Linked DNA regions of Capra hircus: region 1 is linked to region 2. The links are chromatin contacts, called in public Hi-C maps. All regions are on one chromosome and are shown on one strand. The core of a region is the stretch at or near the end of the contact, and the rest is flanking DNA. Distances in the headings are between cores, read along the strand shown. Region 1 holds the start of PIM1 (serine/threonine-protein kinase pim-1). Region 2 has its middle 12 kb from the start of TMEM217.

Region 1 (5,835 bases), core at 1,683-4,182, 37 kb before region 2:
TGAGACATCACAGGTTATGCTTGTTTTTATCATTACAACTACAGGTTGATGAATCAAAACATCAAATTCTCTACCTTTGAAGAGTAACTTTTAACGCAAAATATACTTGAATGTTTAATAACCATCTTTAAAAGCGGTTTTAAGTAAATAAAAGCTCTTTTCCAAGCAAGGTCCATGTTTTATAACTTCCAGCTGTGAAGTACCCATCATATGAAGCAGACATGTTAGATGTTAATCACTTTAGCTAAAGCTAATTAAAGAGTGAGCCCTACAAAGATCTAGAGAAAGTGAATTTGATTGAATGTATACAACTAGTTTGAATCATATTCTCTCCCAAGATGATTAAAATCTAACTAGCTAGCATGTTATCTTTGAAACTTCCAAGGTGCAAGACCATCCCTAAATTCTTCCTTTTCATCATCGTTATAATCATAATCAGCATCATTGCCATCATAGCTAATATTTATTGGAAGTTTACTTCATGCCAGTCTACGAGCTTTATATGTAGAATTTCATTTGCTCCTTACAACAGTCCTATGAGGGAGGTGTCATTATCTCCATTCAGAGTCTAAAGCAATTTGAGGAAAGATCAAGCTGATGAAAGGTTAAGCAACTTCATGAATGTCATATTAAGTAGTAGGTGCCAGATCCCACATCTGAAAGCAGGCTAACCCAGTTTAAAGATTGTTCCTAACCTTTATTTTACTTTGCCTAAGCCCACTTAATTCACTTAAATTTGGTATAAAATGACTTTAATCATGAACTTTTTGTTGGGACCCATTTTGATTTTTCCCTTCATCAATGAATATTGGATAACGTATTCATTCAAAGAATAGGAAGACAAGGTATAAATAACTGAAAAGTTAATAGATTAAAAAAAAAACCCAAAAACCAAGAAACAAATACATGATTAAGTGGCATAGACAGTTTGCTTAGCAATCTGGAGTGGAACTATTTTAATTGTGTCCTGAAGTCTGGAAAGACTTTAAATGAAAGTGTAGAGGGGGCATTCTCAGAACAATTTGACTACCTCTACAAAGGCAGAAAGTCCAGCTCTACAAAGGCTAGACAAGTGGGAACAAGTGAGAATAGTCCAGTAGCGCTTATGAGAGGAAAGGAAGAGGGGACGGAGGTGGGGGTCACATACATTGATTGATACTTGATGTCTTACTCAGTACAAAGAACAGTTTTAGAGCCCAACATGAGGAAAATTTTGGATAGTCAGGGGTTGAATTTGTGTTGTTTTATCTCTTCTCTTAGCTGTTGTATGACCCTGTGTCATTTTATTTATGTTTCATTTTCCTATCCGTAAAAAAGGAATAATTCTTGTTCCCTTGGGCTTTTTCCTAGTCATTGAAAATGAATGAGTTAGGCCACAGTATACAAAAGGAAAATATGTAATATTTCATAAGATAATAAAAGTTGTGAAATATCTGAGCATCTTTATATAACAGCATTGTAGAAAACTTTTAATGAAACATTTAAATTCATTAATGAGTACAGCTATACAGATCCTCAGACCTCATTTTTTAAGTGGCAGAAACTTGAAAAAAAAAAATTAAAAGAGGATGTAGTTAGCTTTCAATTACTTAGGAGGACCCGACAACTCAATTTACGGATTACAAAGAATTTTAATTTACTCATTTCACACGTCGTTATCAACTCTACAAGAAGTTTAAAAGGACAAAGGATGAAAGTCGAATTGGTCAGTTTCCGTGTTATTTCCAAGGGGGCATGGAGCCGGGGTGAGGGGGGAATTTCCTTTGAGTCAAGACTGGGGGCAGCCAATAATTGCTAATATTGCCTGACTGGTAATAACAGGCTGACGAGAAGGTGAATACAACGTGAAAACTCTGATTACATCTAGCGCGCCTTCCCACCCTCGCTCTTAGATGAGGCATTTTCTTCTCTCTCCCGCCCTCACAGAAGGGGCTGAGACAGCATCTGGCATCACAATACTAACATTTGTTTCGTGATTTCCTCTTTACTGGGCACTCTGACACACATCACTTCTTCGGCATCAGGATTCACTGGAACCTTTCTGCATTTTTTAAAACATAAAAATCTGCCAGGGGATCTGGGGGCCGATCTTTTCACCGGCTGTGACAATCGCGATCTGGACCCCTCCCCCGAGCGAGCGGAGCTCTCCGGGTTTTATTCCAGGCCTGTGACACCTCCGTGAAGCCGCCGTTGTGACTCATATCTTGCAGATCCTGCGCCCCCAACATCCAAACCCCAGAGAATCCAGCCCGATCCCACAGCGCGTGGTCAACCCGCCCAAGCCGACTTGGAGGTCTCGCGTCTGAGTCAGACATAAAGACCACCCTCGTCGGCATCCTCCCCCTGCCCCCCCCACACAGTCGCTCACACCCCGGCGCGCCGGCCGCCGGGCCTCGGGGCCTGACACACCAACGGCTGTCTTCTCTGCGCAACTTGTTATGCTCCAGCTCTTAGCCCTTGACCCAAAAACCCCGAGAAATGGAGAGCCGCAGAGCCGGCCTCGGGCGGCCTTTGAAGGCTTTGTTATTGTTTGGGTTTGAATCGATACGCCCCTCCCCATCCTTCCTCCCTCGCGGCTCAACACCCGGCTCCCGCCTCCCCGCACGCCCCAGCGCCCCTCCCCCTCCATTTTGGCGCCTTTTCCTTCCCGCCACGTCGTGGCGGCGTAGAGACCATTCTGACCGCGAGAGCCGGGGCGGGGCGTGGGCGGGGCGCGCGCCGCGTTATGCAGATGAGCCGGCCTCTGGTTGGCTGGAGGCGCGCCGGCGGGGGCGGGGGCGGGGCGCGGCCACGGAGGGCGAGCGGGGAGGGGGGGTGCGGAGGGGAGTCGCCCTGTCCCGCCGCTCCCCCACCCCCTCTCCTCCCTCCGCCGGCCCGGCCGCCCGGCTTCCCCCGCCTAGGCCTCCCGGAGAGGCCCCGCCCCATCCCCGCCCGCCCGCGCGCCCCCTCCCCGCCGGCGCGCTCCGCCCCTTTTACTCCTGGCGGCAGGGCGAGCCGGGCGTCTGCTGCAGCGGCCGCGGTGGCGGAGGAGGCCGGAGAGGACTTGGCGGCGGCGGCGGTGGCGGGACCGGCAACAGCAGCAGCAGCTACAGCTACACACTCCCTGTGCCGCAGCGCTGCCACACCAGCCCCTCGAGCCGCCCACCCTGCCGCCCGCGGCGCTGCCTGACCCTGCCGGCGTGTCCGTCAGCCGCCAGCGCCCCCAGTCGTCCTCCGACTCGCCCTCGGCCTTCCGCGCCAGCCGCAGCCGCAGCCGCAACGCCACCCGCAGCCTCAGCCCCGGCCTTAGGCACAGCCGCCGGCGCAGCCCTAGTCCCTACTGCAGTAGCTCCTCCAGACACAGCCTCTGCGCCGACACCCTGGAGGTGGGGATGCTCTTGTCCAAAATCAACTCGCTTGCCCACCTGCGCGCCGCGCCCTGCAGCGACCTGCACGCCACCAAGCTGGCGCCGGGTAAGTGCCTCTCTCCCACCAACCCTGGATGGAGGTGGGGGGCGGCTGGACCTCGAGGGTGGAAGCTGGGGGGCTCGCGGGACGTCACTGAGTCTCCTGGGACTCTCCCTTTCCTATAGGCAAGGAGAAGGAGCCCCTGGAGTCGCAGTACCAGGTGGGCCCGCTCCTGGGCAGCGGCGGCTTCGGCTCGGTGTACTCAGGCATTCGTGTCGCCGACAACTTGCCGGTGAGTGGGCGCCCGGCTTGCGAGGAGGGCGCGCCGGCCGGGGGCACGCCGGTGTGTTTGCCCCCCGGCGAGGGAATCTCTAACAGAGACTCTATGGGGGGGCTTTCCAGGTGGCCATCAAGCACGTGGAGAAGGACCGGATTTCCGACTGGGGAGAGCTGGTGAGTATCCTGGAGGTAGCGACCCCCCGGGATGGGTGGAGTGGGGCACCCTGTGACCCGCCCCCGCCCTAACTGCAGCCCCCCTCGCCCCTCTGCAGCCTAATGGCACCCGAGTGCCCATGGAAGTGGTTCTGCTGAAGAAGGTGAGCTCGGGCTTCTCCGGCGTCATTAGGCTCCTGGACTGGTTCGAGAGGCCCGACAGTTTCGTCCTGATCCTGGAGAGGCCGGAGCCGGTGCAAGACCTCTTCGACTTTATCACGGAAAGAGGGGCCCTGCAGGAGGAGCTGGCCCGCAGCTTCTTCTGGCAGGTGCTGGAGGCGGTGCGGCACTGCCACGACTGCGGGGTGCTTCACCGCGACATCAAGGACGAGAACATCCTTATCGACCTCAATCGCGGCGAGCTCAAGCTCATCGACTTCGGGTCGGGGGCGCTGCTCAAGGACACCGTCTACACGGACTTCGATGGTGAGTCAGGCCTGAGGGGGAGCTCCCCGGGAGGGGAACTGCCCAGGTGACTCGGCCTGGCCTGGAGGCCTCGGCAGGCTTCCCTCCCGGCCCTTTGTAAAGGTCATCGGGCCGCCTGGCTCGATGCTAGCAGGGGTGGGGCGAAGGAGGGCTTCCCAGGGTAGGAAAGCTGGGAATTTCGAGCCAGCTGAACCTGTAATGTCTCTGGCATGATTTTATTTTTTAAGTGAAATTCAGTGGGTTCCAAGCTTTCCCCATGAATAAGAGGTTGTGGGCAACCGGCCGTAGCCCAGATTTCTGAAGTCTGACCCAGTTTCCCCGCCGGTAGAAGGATGAGAGGGAGGGGACAGGGGGAGGAGAGAGCGGGAGAGATGAAAATTGATTGCCGGTTTTGTCATTTTTGTTTTGATTTATAAGGGAGTTTTCGGTTGAGGTAGTTTTCAGAGCTGCAGTGTGTGTGTGTGTGTGTGTGTGTGTGTGTGTGTGTGTGTGTGTTTTCCCCTCCCCTTTGATCTAGGGACGAATAAGGAAGAGAAGAGTAGTTTTACTAAATAATTCATTTTGTTGATTCTTGTTATTATTATTTTATCTTGGTGGTGATGTGGAGTGAGGGAGTCGGGAATGAATGTTGTGAAATAGGATCTCTTGCTGGTTTGAAAATTAGTTGGGTGTCTCCACAGAGAGGATGAAAACCTATCCTAGGGAGGGGCTTGGAGCGGGTTCTTTCAGAAAAGATGGAATGGAGAGCTCGGAGATCAAAGCAGAGGAGGGTGGGTCATCATCTGAGCGGCTTAACCTAACAAACGACAGCCTTTCAAAACTTGTGACTGGGGCTTGTGGTTTGTGTTTATTTGCCCTTGGAGGACGCTGGGTTGGGCTGTATTTTTTTTTGTATTTAACAGTTAATGGCTGGCCGGGTCCTCCCATGTTTTTTCCTTCCAGTCTTTGCTGCCCCCTGGTGAGCGCCAGCGGGATGGCCCCACATTTTTTTTTTTTACAACTCAAAGTTTGTAAACAGGAATCACGTGGTCTGAAGCCAGCCCAGCAGTGCTACCTCTCCCTTGGATGGAGGAAGGGGTGTGTGGGTGTCTGCCCTTGCATTCAGAGGGTGGAGAGGAATGCCTCTTAAAGGGCACCCTGACTTAGGATATTGTGCAAGTGTCCTTGCCTGGATCATATCTGAGGTGGCACTCTGACCTGCTCCTGGGCGAGGACCTCTAATGCAATTTAAGGATAGTCTGTGGGGATACCTCCCTTGATTATGCATGTGTTCATCTCCTCCTCCAGTTGTGGGTGGTCCTACCACATCCAAGTCTGGTGCTTGGGTTTGTGGCTGGCCCTGTTTGTTTCTTGGAGCTGTTTGTTTATGGTCTGGGCTGATAGAGAAGTCGGTAATGCTTTGGGTTGGAGAGTTGCCATAAGCTGCTCAACCACTCCTGTTAGCCCTAGGGAGGGGGGATTGGAGTTCACTCAGCTGCTGACAGAAGTAGGGTGGTGCCTTTTATATTTTTATTTTTAAGTAACTCAGCA
Region 2 (5,521 bases), core at 2,136-4,635:
CATAAAATACACGAGTGTCATGCTGTTGGGGTAAGAGGAAAAACAAACATCCCCTTTCATATATTTTATTTATTTTCATTTTTTAATTTTGGTTTTGCCACACAGCATGTCGGATCTTAGTTCCCCAACCAGGGATCAAACCCATGCCCTCCGCATTCAAAGCAGGAGTCTTAACCACTGAACCACCGGGGAAGTCCCCCTTTTACTTTTTATTTGGCCACACTGCACAACTTGTGGGATCTTAGTTCCCCAACTAGGGACGAAACCCAGGCCATGGCAGTGAAAGCTTGGAGTCTTAACCACTGGGCCTTCAGGGAAGTCCCCAAACGTCCCCTTTTAAATAAGATGCATCCAGTGTTTCCCCTTGGAGGATGTATTTCCGAAGGGAAAGGAAGCATTGGTAGGAGGCAGAAGATTTTAGAAAACTATAAAGCCTTAATGATTTTTAAAATCTTTTTGTATCTTGAATATGTAAGTTATTTCTGACAATCACCAAATAATTGTTTACCTCAGCCTTTTTGTTTAGTCTCTCGGCCGTGTTCGACTCTTTGCCACCCCATGGACTGTAGCCTGCCAGGCTCTTCTGTCCATGGGATTTCCCACGCAAGAATACTCGCCAGTCCAGGTTCAATGCAGGATACAGGATGCTTGGGGCTGGTGCACTGGGATGACCCAGAAGGATGATACGGGGAGGGAGGTGGGAGGGGGGGTTCAGGATGGGGAACACGTGTATACCTGTGACGGATTCATGTTGATGTATGGCAAAACCAATACAATATTGTAAAGTAATTAGCCTCCAATTAAATAAATTTAAATTAAAAAAAAAAGGAATACTGGAGTGGGTTGCCATTTCCTTCTCCATACATAATTAGGCAAACACACAACATACACAAACACTCTCACAAACACAGATACACAGACACAATCATATGCACAAAGAGGCACACCTAAAGCAAAGCCCTTGTTTATGAAACAAAATACAGTCAGCAGCTATTTGTAAAACCTGTTTGCCAGGGAAGAAAATCCTAATTTATTTATTTTTAATTTAAACACTTCAATGGTTAAAAAAAAAAAGCCTGTTTTACTAACAAGTGGTGAGGGGCAGAGAGAAGAGGAAGGAAGCTGAGGAGCGTTTCACGGGGCAGCTCGCTCAGTGAAAGGCTGTCCCAAGGGTCGGGGGCTCAGCCTTCGTCACCAGGGCAGGCTCACCTGGTGGCTGGCTCTTGGGGGCCCTCGTTAACCGCTTGCTGGGGGGCAGGGTAATTGGAACAAGGAAAGTATAGCATCAGCCTGTGCGTCAAGACCTGTGATAGCCAGGAGAGGCTGAAGAAAGGGAAAGACGAGGGCTTCAAAGGCCAAGAGCAGCAATGCTCAAGTGGGGGCTTCTGGGGTGAAAGAAAGCAGGGGAAATGGAGACCCAGGGCTGGGAGGAAAAAAGAAGTAAGACTATGGAAACATTTACACATCTTGAAACCGGCGGGGGAAAGTCAACACAGAATGAAGTCTGTCCTCCGTTGGACGTTGGACTTACAGGTGACAGCGGTGAGGTGGGAAAGATGCTCAGAAATATTCCGTGGTTGTTATGCTCAAGAGCAGGCGCCCCTGGGAGCGGCCAGCAGGGGCCGTGGGAAAAGGGGAGACCCTCTTTTCTCTGGGGAAGTTCCGACCTCTTGCTTCCTCTTGACACCATTGTTCCCCTGTGCAAAGCCTTCACCCTGATGTGGAAACCGCGTAAGAGAGCACAGCTCTACTGTCCCAGGGGGATTTGCACCTTCTCAGGCTCCCACCTTTCCATTTCCTCCCCTCCTTTCTCAGGGCTAAATCAGACTTCTCCCAGGACCCAGCTTAAATGTCTCCTCCTGCAGGAAGACTTCCCTGACTCTCCAACCTCTAAGAGTCTGGACTCCTCCTGCGGCCCCCAGTGCTCCCCCCTCAGTACCGATCATACTGGGGGTCCAAATGGCCCCTCAAGGACCCCCACCGCTCAGTGGGTTGGGAGTCCTTTGGAATGTGTCCACAGTCCTTTGGGCTGTGACTTACTTTTCAGGGCACCCCCTGTTCCTAGTTCAGGGCCTTCTATGCAGTAGATACTCAGCGAACGTGGTGAAGAAAGCAAAGATGGAAAGTCAGAGGTTGTCACTGGGGTGAGGGGCAGAGCTCAGGGCACCGCCCTTCCCAGGGCCTCCTGAGTTGTTCGAAAGGCTGGGAGATGAGGCGGTATTTCTCGTGTCAGCAGCTGGTAGAGGCAGAGGATTAGGGGAGGAAGAAAAGGACCAGGAAGCTGACCTTCTTATATCCTTTGTGGGTATTTCCCCACCTGTAACTCTGTGACTGTCCACAGTCTTCGCCACGGTCTCCAGATGTGAGTGAGAAGAGAGAAAAAGGAGTAGGAAGAGGTCAAGGGAGCGACCATGCCCTGTCCCTCACCAGCCCAGCTACCATAAGCATCATTTGACAATCAAGTAACACCCTCTTCTGCTGAGGGGGTGGGTCCATTGACCCCACAAATATTTACCAAGCACCTGCTGTGTGCTGGGCGTTGTTCTAGGTGCTGGGAAAATAGCAATGAAGAAAATATGGCACTTACATTTTGGGGGGAACATAACTATTGGCCTGGTCAAAAAGTTCATTTGGGTTTTTCTGTTACATCATATGGAAAAACCCGAAAGAACCTTTTGACCAAACCCAATATATATAGTAAGGCAGGTGATAGTCTGTGTTAGGAAAAAGTAAAGCAGGGTAGGGAACTCCCTGGTGGTCCAATGATTACAACTCTGCGCTTTCACTGCGGAGTGCGAGGGTTCAATCCCTGGTCGGGGAACGAAGATCCACAAGTCATGAGGCAAACAAACAAAAACAATAAAGCAATCTTTTTTTTTTTTTTTTTTTTAAAGTAAAGCAGGGTAAGTGGGTTGGAGGGGGTGGGGGAAGGGCCGCTTCACATGGGTTGGTAGGGAAGGCATTTGTGATGGCTTTTGAGCAGACTCCCGACAGAAACAAGAAAGCAAGCCAGTGGACACCTGGAGTAAGGAGGAGACAGGTGCAAAGGCCCTGGGGCTGGAATGTGCTGGGTGTGTAAGGGGGACTGCAAGGCAGCCAGGGCAGCTGGAGCAGAGGGAGGGAGAGAAAGGTGGTGAGGAAGGAGGTTGGACAGATGACAGGGAAATGGATCACTCAGCTCTCAACACTCTATGACGACGGCTTAGGAGTTTTCCTCGAGTGTGGCGGGGGCCCTGGTGGGATATGAATAGCAGAGTAGGGGAGGAACGTGATCTGCCTTGGGTTTCAACAGGATCCCTCTGCCTGCTGAGTGGACAGCTGACTGCAGAGGGAGCAAGAGCGGCGTCAGGGAGGCAGTTAGGATGCTGCTCCTGCAATAACCTGGGCAAAAGATGGTGCCAGCCTGGGCCGGACGGTGCCAGCGGAGGTAGGGAGCAGCGGTGGGATCTGAGTGCACACTGAAGGTGGGGCTGGGAGGGTTTGCTGAGGGGTTGGATAAAGGCTGAGAGAGAAAGAGAACCCAAGGATGATTCCTGGGTCCTTGACCTGAGCAACTAGAAGGGTGGAGGTGACAAAGACTGGGAGTTAAGGCAGCTTTGGGAGGGAAAACCACAGTCTGGATTGTGACTCCTCTTTATTTATTTTTGGTTATGCTGGGTCTTCATTGCGGCTGGGCTTTTCTCTAGTTGTGGTGAGTGGGGGCTACTCCCTCGGTGCAGTGTGTGGGTTTCTTGTTGAGTTCACTTCTCTTCTTGCAGAGCATGGACTCTAGGGTGTGAAGGCTTCATAGTTGCAGCCCATGGGCTCAGAGGTTGCAGCTCCCAGGCTCTAGACACAGGCTCGATGGTTAGCTGCTCTGAGGCATGTAGGATCTCCCCAGATCAGTGATGGAACCCATGTCTTCTGCGCTGGCAGGCAGATTCTTTGTCGCTGAGATACCAGGGAAGCCCCTCAGCACGTTTTGAGATATGTGTGCCTGTGTGCTAAGTCAGTCACTGCAGTCTTGTCCAACTCTGTGACCCTATGGACTGTAGCCCACCAGGCTCCTCTGTCTTTGGGATTCTCCAAGCAAGAATACTGGAGTGGGTCACCATGCCCTCCTCCAGGAAATCTTCCTGACCCAGAGATCGAACCCAAGTCTCTAACGTCCCCTGCATTTGCAGCAGGTTCTTTACCACTAGCGCCACCTGGGTGCATGTATTAGTAATCAATTGCTTGGTAACAAATTACCCCCAAATGTAGCAGCTTAAGAGAACACACATTTATGTTACAGTTTCTATGGATCAGAAACCCAGGGGCAGCTGGCACAGGTCTTCTGACTCCGGGGCTCTCACCTGCAGTGGAGGCGTCTGGCCAGGGCTATGGCCCCCTCAAGACTCAGCTAAGGGAGGGTCTGCTGCCAAGCTCACTTAGGAGGTTGTTGCTAGGATTCAGGTCCCTGGGGGCTGTTGGTTAGCGATGTCCTTCCTGACCATGCTGGCCTCTCCAGATGCTCCCAGTGCGGCAGCTGGCTTCCCTCGGAGAGAGTGAACAACCCTGAGGTCATCGCGGTTTTGTAACCGAATCTTAGAGATGACACCCTATCACTTCTGCTGTGTTTGATTGGTTAGAAGAGGGTTGCTAGTCTAGCTCGCACTCAAGGGGAGGTGATGGGTGTGAATATCAATTGGCAGGGATCTTTGGGAACCACGTAGAGGCACCTGCCCACAGCACAGAGGCAGCAGGACCGACGAGTACAAGTTTCAGGGACACGTCAGACCAGAGATGTCTGTATGGAGGCTACTTACGAGGGGCCTGGACAAGGAGAGCCGGGAATGACTGAGATGGGGGAGAGAAAGGGACAAAGGGCTGAGCCCAGGAGCTTGCCAATACTTGCAGGTCGGGGAGGTTCAGAGGAGCCAGCAAAGGAGACGGAGAAGAAGGGCCAGTGACGTGGGTGGTGAACAGAGAGGGGTGACCCTGGTGTCTCACAGGGCAAGAGAGGGACCTGTTTGCAGGTCAGAGAGGGATCAGCTGGTCAAAAGCCATGGAGAGGTCTGGCAAGAGAAGGCTAAGCTCAGGACTGGGTAATGTGGAGGTCACCTTCACAGGAGTGGTCTCGGGACTTCCCTGGCAATCCACTAGCTGCGAATCCCTGCAAGGGGCCTGGTCAGGGAACTAGACCCACACGCCTCAACTGAGATCTCGCTTGCCACGTTGAAGACTGAAGATCCACGTGCTGCAACTAAGACCCGGCTCGGCCAAATCAACAGATAAAGATTGAAAAACAAGAGCAAGAGTGGTTACGGTGGAGTGGAAGGGATTCCAGAGAGAACGGGAGGCTGGGAAGTGGAGGTGGACACACCACTTTCCAAGGACCCTTGGTGTCAAGCGGGAGCACAGCCTTGTAGCTGAGGCAGCAGGTGACTCTTAGTTGAGCTGATTCTGAGAACTCTGCTTCTTGCTCCACCACTTACACACACACACACACACACACACACACACACACACCCCTGTAGACTAGAGCGTAGACACACACTAT

The links. A called contact is a pair of places that touch in the nucleus more often than the background predicts.
Region 1: a Hi-C map of blood shows a contact between it and region 2, with 1.7 times the contacts expected there. The contact joins the promoter of PIM1 here to the enhancer-like site in region 2. A contact is called at or near these places in 2 of 5 Hi-C or Micro-C datasets (both in blood).

Annotation. Positions count from the first base shown.
Region 1 is chr23:37,690,562-37,696,396 of ARS1.2, reverse strand. PIM1 (serine/threonine-protein kinase pim-1) reads left to right here and starts at 2,932. Exons shown (of 6, transcript XM_018039243.1): 1 at 2,932-3,453; 2 at 3,573-3,679; 3 at 3,790-3,840; 4 at 3,939-4,305. The coding sequence starts at 3,372.
Region 2 is chr23:37,653,860-37,659,380 of ARS1.2, reverse strand. No RefSeq gene overlaps it. Among named protein-coding and RNA genes, the nearest start is that of TMEM217, 12 kb to the right of the region's middle. Within about 2 kb of position 3,385, at least 1 of the 5 cell types and tissues checked has an H3K27ac peak or open chromatin away from gene starts, as enhancers often do.